Linked DNA regions of Muntiacus reevesi: region 1 is linked to region 2. A link is a contact called in public Hi-C data. All regions are on one chromosome and are shown on one strand. The core of a region is the stretch at or near the end of the contact, and the rest is flanking DNA. Distances in the headings are between cores, read along the strand shown. Region 1 holds the start of NPL (N-acetylneuraminate pyruvate lyase). Region 2 holds the start of RNASEL (ribonuclease L).

What was found. A called contact is a pair of places that touch in the nucleus more often than the background predicts.
Region 1: a contact with region 2 is called in a Hi-C map of blood, with 2.3 times the contacts expected there. The contact joins the promoter of NPL here to the promoter of RNASEL in region 2. A contact is called at or near these places in 2 of 3 Hi-C or Micro-C datasets (blood and muscle).

What each region holds. Positions count from the first base shown.
Region 1 is chr5:109,168,980-109,173,121 of mMunRee1.1, reverse strand. NPL (N-acetylneuraminate pyruvate lyase) reads right to left here and starts at 2,394. Exons shown (of 12, transcript XM_065936170.1): 1 at 1,874-2,394. The coding sequence starts at 2,166.
Region 2 is chr5:108,971,396-108,975,689 of mMunRee1.1, reverse strand. RNASEL (ribonuclease L) reads left to right here and starts at 1,324. Exons shown (of 8, transcript XM_065936167.1): 1 at 1,324-1,438; 2 at 3,990-4,294. The coding sequence starts at 4,178.

The DNA.
Region 1 (4,142 bases), core at 1,145-3,644, 200 kb before region 2:
TCCCTTACTGTCCCTCTCATAACTTACACATCGTTAATTACCTCTTATCTAGACCAGTGGGCACAACTCCACATTAAAGGGACTCAAGAAGGTTCAAGAGATAAAAAGAGTTCAGAGAGCTAGGTTCCATATCAAGTCTCCTAGAGGCCGTACACTCTAGATTGCCATATTCTTGTGCTTTTAGCTGCATTTATTTCATATTTAGGGCAGTTACAAGGATATTCTTAGGATGGTCAAAAGCCTGAACTGGCAAGATAGAAAGACTTATCTACCTATGTCTCAAATTAAGTGCACTTAAATACAGCTTGCTTTGTTAAAAAATATGGGGCTTGGGATGAGAGTTGGGAATCACTGTCCTAACCCCAACTCTCTTCTTCAACATATGCAGGCTGCCAGACCAACCTAGTATCTCAGACATTTCTGATCTTGATTTTGCCCTGCTCAGAAAATACTAATTAACTTCTTCCTAGCTTCCACGGGACAAATACCCGATTTCCTGGCCTATGGTCTCTGTAGAGATTGCTCCACACCTGAAGCACACCAGTCCAACTGGTCCCTGGTGCTCTGTTGCAGCCTACCTTGTCCTGGCTCGCCTGTTCTACCACCCAGAATGGCAGTATCTCCCATTTCAACCCCTTCAGTATAACCAACTTTTGGAACTCACCTTAAATATGAGAGGACATTCTCTGATCCCCTAAATATAAATAATTTCTTACTCTTTAGAATTCCCGCAAACATTTGCTTTTCACTAAAAACTACATCAGAGATAGGTAGTTCTGGCTCTTCTTTTCCAGTGTAAGCCATCGGGGGCAAGAACGGTTCAAAAATTTATCTTTGTGCGGAACAATACACTAAATAAATGAGCAATTTGCTGACTTTGGAGACCGTGAAAATGATTCAGGAAGTGAAGTGAAAGTCGCTCAGTCTGTCTGACTCTTTGCTACCTCATGGACTATACAGCCCATGAAATTCTCCAGGCCAGAATACTGGAGTGGGTAGCCTTTCCCTTCTCCAGGGGACCTTCCCAACCCAGGGATCAAACCCAGGTCTCCAGCATTGCAGGTGGATTCTTCACCAGCTGAGTCACAGGGAAAATAAATGAGCAAAGTTTGCTGGTTTTGTAAACTGTGAAACTGCTTCAGGAAGAGATGGAGGTTAAAAAAAAAAAATCACAACCATGGTAACTGAGAATGATCCATATTTTGTAAATTGGAGTATTTAGAATGTCATTAGTTAATAACAGGCCTCACTTGGGGAGGGCCTATTACTCTCGAAATGTTAACACCTCTATCCACCGACAAGAAGAATCCTTAGTGCAAAGAATTCAAGCTGCCTAAGTCAAGCTCTCCTAAAAGGGCAAAGTTGAAAAAAAATCGCTGGGGGAGGACGAGGAGGATGCAGTTCTAGGCGTGGAGAATCACTCGAAAGATAGAAATACTTGGAAAGACACAAACAGAAATAGAGAACTATCACACAAACAAAAATGCAGAAACACAGCTTCCCATCAAATGAAGGGGCTATATCACACTTAATCCCTAAACTCTCTTCTCCCCAGTGGCTGACTTTGATCATTTTGAAAAAAAGATCCTTGAAGCCCGGCTCTGCGGTCTGGACAGAACCTAGCGGAGTGGGTCCTCTTCCCGTCTGTCCGTCCGTCTGTCCGGACACTAGCCCCGAGCCGGGAGGGTGTAGCGCTCACACTTCCCCAGGCTCCATTTCCCAGCTCCTCGGCCTTGACCTTTGCGTCCGGCCGTCACGGTCTCCCCCACCCCCGAGTCCGCTCCCCCACACCCCTCTGCGCTCATTCCCTGTCTGTCGGTCTCCATGCGTCCGTCCGTCTGTCCGTCCGTCCACGCCGCCCGGGCGCGCTCACCCAGCCGCCGCGAGTCTGCCTGCGCCGCTGCGCTGCGCTCCGGCTCCCAGGCGCGTTCTTTGTCGCGGCGGCCGCGCACCACGTGCCCGCCCCGCCCGGCCCGGGAGCTGCAGTTCCGCCGGCGCCGCCCGTAGCCCAAGGCCGGGCGCACAGGTGGAGTTCCCTCTTCCCCGGGTGTCCCCGCCAACGCCGGGGCCTGGCTGCCCACGGGCGCGCAGCTCCGGCTCCACCGCACTTGTGAGCATCGGAACTTGCACCTGGGTTCTCCGAACACGCGCTCGCTCATCCCGCATCTCCCCTCAGCTGCAGCCACACCTATCTTTTCTTTTTCTTCTGCTGGGCCAGTCCTTCCCCTCCTGGGCTCCTTTCCGTGTTAACCTGCCTTCTGCCCGAGGCCTTGCCACAACGGGTATTTTGTGGTTCTGGATTTGGAAATTCCGACTGCTGTTTCTAGAAGCTGAGAACACCGCCTGCCCCTTGGGGATTCCGTGCTCTTCCAGCTCCTGCTGCTGCCCCAACCCCGCGGGTTCTCCTGTTAGAAAGACTTACACCTAGAGATTGTTGTCATACTGAGTGATGTGAGTCAGAAACACAAATGTCATATGATGTTGCGTATGAAGAAAGTGAGGTCGTGTCCGACTCTTTGCCCTCCTGTAGCCTACCAGACTCCTCCCTCCATGGGATTCTCCAGGCAAGAACACTGGATTGGGGTGCCATTTCCTTCTCCAGGGGATCTTCCCAACCCAGGGATCAAACCCAGGTCTCCCGAATTGCAGGCAGACGCTTTAACCTCTAAGCCACCAGGCTAAAGCGTTGTGTATAAGTGGAATCTAGAAAAAATGGTAAAATGAACTAATTTATGAAACAGAGATAGAGTCAGGTATAGAACACAAACTTGCCGGTTACCAGCAGGGACAGGGGGGAGTGGTAAAATGGGAGATTGGGATTGACACATACTACTATATATAAAGTAAATAACTAATAAGGAGCTACTGTATAATACAGGGAGCTCTATTCGGTTCTCTGTAATGACCTAAATGGGAAAGGGATCTTAAAAAAAAAAATGATATATGTACAGGTATAACTGATTCACTGAAACTAATGCAATGTTGTGAATCACTATATTCCAGTTTTAAAAAAGAGATGAACGGATATTAAAAGCGGATTTGTTACTAATGCAACAGCTTTTCTGGCTTATTCTGGAGAACAATTGAAAGAATTTTGAAAGGAAAAAGTATTTTTAACCAAAATATCTCCACTTGTAGACATGTCAAGAGTTTATTTTCTAATATCAAGTGCTGTGTTAATAAATCAGAAACACAACCATAAACAAATCCCTCAGCTTTCTCTTGCTGATGTGAATTAACCTCAGTTTTCCATAAACGACAACAGGCAATGCTTATTTCATTTAGAAAAAATGAATTTCCTGAAGTGCTCTCTAGTTTGCAAAATGCTTTTAAATCATTAGGATGGGTCTTTCATTGCACGTTGCACCAGAAATTAATTCATTAATGAATTCATAAAACAATCCTATATGATGGGTACCATTTTTTAAAAAGTCATACTTTACAGATGAGGATGCATCCTCCCATTTTATAGATCAGGAACAAGAGTTTAAAAAGCTTAAGTGATTTGCCAAAGGCTATACAACCAGCCAAAGGCTATAGACTTCCCTGTAGCTCAAGTGGTAAAGAAGCTGCCTGTGAGGCCGGAGACCAGGGTTCAGTCCCTGGGTTGGGAAGTTCCTCTGGAGAAGGGAATGGCAACCCACTCCAGTATTCTTTCCTGGAAAATTCCGTGGACAGAGAAGCCTGGCGGGCTACAGTCTGTGGGGTCGCACAGAGTCAGACACGACTGAGTGACTAACACACATAGAACCAGTGAGCAGTTGAGTTGCGATTTGATCTCAAGTCATGTGGGAGCTGATCTACTAACTGCAAGTCTGTGTTATCCTGCAAAAAAGGAAGGAAGGAAGAGTCCTAGTTACATCTGTTTGATTCATTATGTTAAAAAGAATATTATATCCCAGTGGGACAACGTTAGTATTTTTTTTCAAGGTCACACTTGAAGAAATTTTTAAAAATTTTATTTCTTTTTATTTTTGGCTGTCTGGGTCTTCGTTGCTGCTTGGGCTTTTCTCTAGTGGCACAACTCTAGTGGTGAGTGGGCTGCTCATTGCGGTGGTTTCTCTTGTTGCGGAGCGTGGGCTTTAGGTGTACGGGCTTCAGTAGTTATAGCTCCTAGGCTCTAGAGCACAGGCTCAGTAGTT
Region 2 (4,294 bases), core at 75-2,574:
GAATGATCCTAAGGGTAAGGAATGTAATGTAGTTAGGTGCTAGATAATGGAGTTTCAGTTTTCATTATTTAGAAAATATCTCTCTTGACTCATACTCCCTATTCTGCTGTTTTCAACCTTCCTCATTCTACTTATTATTCTCTGTAGGATTTCCCCATAAAGCGTTTTATTTATAATTTACTTATTTTGTTTATTTTCTGGCTTCTCCCACAAGAGTGAGGGTAGGCATCTTTCTCTATGCTGTTCGTTGAGGTAGCTCAAATCTCTAGAAGAACTGAATTCACTTAATCACTTTGTGCCTCGTTTTCTCCATCTGTACAATGGGGTCAAAATAGCATCTATCTCAGGACTTAAGTGACTGAACAACAACAAAAATGTGTATTTTTTATTGGCTCAGAATAGTTCCTACAGCATACTAAAGAGCTACATAAATGCTTGCTACTACCATCATTATTATTAGTTCAGATAGCAAAAGCAGCGTGTGCAGAGACAAGGAGGTGGGAAGCAGTATGATGTGATGGGGGACTGGATGGTAGTAGTGATGATGCCCATAAGGAACTGGGATGGTCAGGGTCATGATATCATGACCTAAAATCATGTTACATATTGCATTTCTCGATGATTAATGGTCTATTTCTCCCTACTAAGATGCAAGCTCCAGGAAGACCCCCACGAGGCATTTGTGTGATTAATCACTGTATCCCAACATCATTTAACCACCTGCCTGAGGTCACCCAGCAGAACAGCCACAGCTCTGGACTGCCAGCCTGGTGCCGTTTCCAGAGTGCCCAGGCGGGTGAGGGAGCTTGGGCTTTGCGCTCACCTAGCTTTCCTGAGCCTCGGTTTCATCATCAGCAGGATTGTTAAGGGTTGACTGGGTGCATATCTCTTGTGAAGCAATGAACAAACTGCCGGGCACCCAGTCAGTGCTCAATAAATGTGTATTTACCGTTCATTTCCCTTGAGAAGATAAGGGATTTGGAACAACGTGGTCGGGATGGAACTGGATGCTGTGACCTGAACTGCCGCAGGCCTGGGGGCAGGATGCAGGCGGCCTCCCTGCCCCCTCCCGGCCCCGGGCTCCTTGGTCCATGGGATTCTCCAGGCAAGGATACTGGGGTGAGTGGCCATTTCTTCCTCCAGGGGATCTTCCCGACCCAGCGATCGAACCCAGGGCTCCTGCATTGCAGGCGGATTCTTTACTGTTTGAGCCCCTGGGGAAGCCCAAAGATGCTACTAGCTCAGGCCACCGCTGCCCAGTGTGGGCGTGGCCAGCTCAGGCCTTCGCGGTCGAGTGTGGGCGTGGCCAACGTTCCCGCCTCTTCCTGCCACTCTCCGGGTTCCGCCCCGCGGGCTCGGTCCCCAGGAGGGCCTGCTTTCTTGCTAGGTTAGATGCCGCCAGAGGAATGACTGAGGAGAAGGCATCTGCGTTTAGAAGGTAGGACACGCAGAGGGAGGAGAGCTGGGAAAGCCTGAGAAGGTGTTTTCTTTGAAGGATTCCTCGGGCTTTGGGGGACTGGAGGTGAAGTGGGTGTGGAACCTGGGGAGAGGAAGGAGCACACGGAGCCAGCCGGCCAGTCCCAGGGGATCCTTTGCTCCTGAGTCCTTCTGAGATTTCCAGGGTTCTGTCATAATCCACACATTATTTCTTCAAGGCATCTCTGTTTATCAGGCTCCTCTGGTCCTGTGGGGAAAATGAAACTGAAAGCAAGCCTCTCCTTTTGCAGGGCTTTTGTTGAGCTCTTTTTATTTTCCACTCTGATGTTTTACTCGGGTTTCTTTTATTATTGTTGTTATTATTATTCCCTGGAGCAGGAAATGGCAACCCAGTACTCTTGCCTGGAAAGTTCCACGGACAGAGAAGCCTGGTGGGCTACAGGCCGTGGAGTCTTACTACTATCTTTTTTTTTTTTTTTTTTGCATTTCCTCATAAGTTAGTCCAAGGTGTGGTGTTCTTAAATGATTGTATTACTTCGAAGCTAGCAGCTGGAGGAAGTGCCTGGAATAAATAAGGAGGCAGAGAGGAAAAGAAGTTTGAAGAAACCCTGAATCCTCCAGGTTTCTTTGAGCTTCTTTCTCTCCTTGATCTTTTCCAGCCCACCTCACACTCATTGTCACTAAAGTTGTTTACATAAACATTTGATCCAAAGAGTTCACTGCTGGGTGACTGTGCTTTCGCTGCACATTTGGTTAGCTCTCTGAGGGTAGAGGCTTTGAGATTGTCAGGCAGGTGGGACTGCTGAAAAATAGTTGCTTTGTGATTTTTGTAGCAGAAGCAGTTATAAACATTCAGGTAAGTTTGCTGCCCTCTGCCCTCTGAATTGCATCTAAATGGCTCAGATCTGATGGAGGGCAGTTGGACTAAATTGACATCTCCTAGGTTCCCTATTTGTGTAGCATGTAAAGCACTGGGTGGGAAGAATGGGATGTGTTAAGGTTTTTTTTTTCTTTTCATAAAGTGATGTAATTAGCTCTACCGTTTACTGAAGGCCTAATATTTCCCCCCCCTCCTTCCTTCAGTGCACTTTATATGGGGGGCTGTATTTATTGTTGTCCCCATTTGAGGGAACAGAAAATTCAGACTCAATAATCTAAGGTTACACAATTAGGAAGAGTCTAGAGTTACACAACGAGGGGCCAAACTTAGATCTTGCAGAGGTGGGAGTTCAAGTTGTTTCCCCTACTCCAGGAGTCCCCAGCCTCTGGGATCTAATGCCAGATGACTTGAGTTGGAGCTGATGTAATAATAATAAAAATAAAGTGCACAATAAATGTAATGCTCTTGAATCATCTCCAAACCCACCCCTTCCCCACCCCCAGTCCATGGAAAAATTGTCTTCCACGAAACCGGTCCCTGGTGCCAAAAAGGTTGTGGACTGCTGCTTACTCTACACTACTTTGAATAGGAGTGCACACTTTTGCACTTGCAAAGAGCCAGGAATGGACTGAGCATGCTCAACCAGAAATGCAGACTGTCAAAAAACACGTATCTTCTTATTAAATAAGGATTCTGATTTTTTAAAGAGGTCATTTATTTCTAGTAAGAGTGTGTTTATATGGCATTGGAAAAAAATATATTAATATAGGTTGAGAATCCTAAAAACAATCATAGCCTTTGACTAGTCATTCAGTTCTTTGAAATTAATTGTAAGAAATCTATTATAATATTATAAGATCTCTCATAAGAAAACATAAAATAAGCTAAATTTGCTTCAACATTATTTAGAATTGTGAAAAAAATCTAATTTTGAAACTCTGGTTTAAAAGTTACTTTAAAAATCTGCTCAGTATTAGGGAACTGAAACACCTCTCTAATGGTCTATTGCAGATATTAAAATATTTTAAAATACTTTGTAATAACACAGGACATTATTTATAGTAAGGTATTAAATGAAAGGAAGCTGAATACAAAGTTACAGATCATGAGCCCAACTATTTTTAAAAATAATTTATAGACTATACTAAAATATTAACTACTCCTGTTTCTAAGCAGAGGGAGAATAGAGTAATAGGTTTTTTGTTTAAAATTTACATATATTTATGTTGTTGTTGCTGTTCAGTTGCTAAGTTGTGGCTGACTCTTTGTGACACCCTGGAATGCACACCATGCTCCTCTGTCCTTCTCTGTCTCCCGGAGCTTGCTCAAATTCACGTCCATTGAGTTGGTGATGCTGTCTAACCATCTCATCCTCTGTTGCCCCCTTCTCCTCCTGCCCTCATTCTTTTCCAACATCAGAGTCTTTTCCAGTGAGTCAGCTTTTCACATCAGGTTGCCAAAGTATTGGAGCTTCAGCTTCAGCATCATTGCTTCCAATGAATATTCAGGCTTGAACCCCATGGGCAGTATGAAAAGATATATATTTATAATATTCTCTAATAAAAAATTCTATGATAGATGTATTTTGAAAACATTGCTAGTGAAATTAATTTCTCTAATTCAAATGTTTTCTCACTCTGGTAACACTACAAATTACCTCTCTCATCTCCAGGTGAAAAGTCAGAAGACCCCAAGAGTATTGGTGCCTTCTCACACTGATGGCCTGTAGCCAGACAATTCCTATTTCCCCTGACAGGAGTTTCTAACAGTTCCATGTCTCTTTGATCAAATCCCAAGGAGATAAGTTTTCATTTTCTCAAAGAGAAGGCAAGAAAGTTGTAGCCAGTGGTATATACCATCATGGAGAGTGAGAGCCATAACAACCCTCAGGAAAGACCCACACCCTCTAGTAATGGAAGGGCTTCAAGGGAAGACAATCATTTGTTGATTAAAGCTGTGAAAGATGAAAAGATTGAG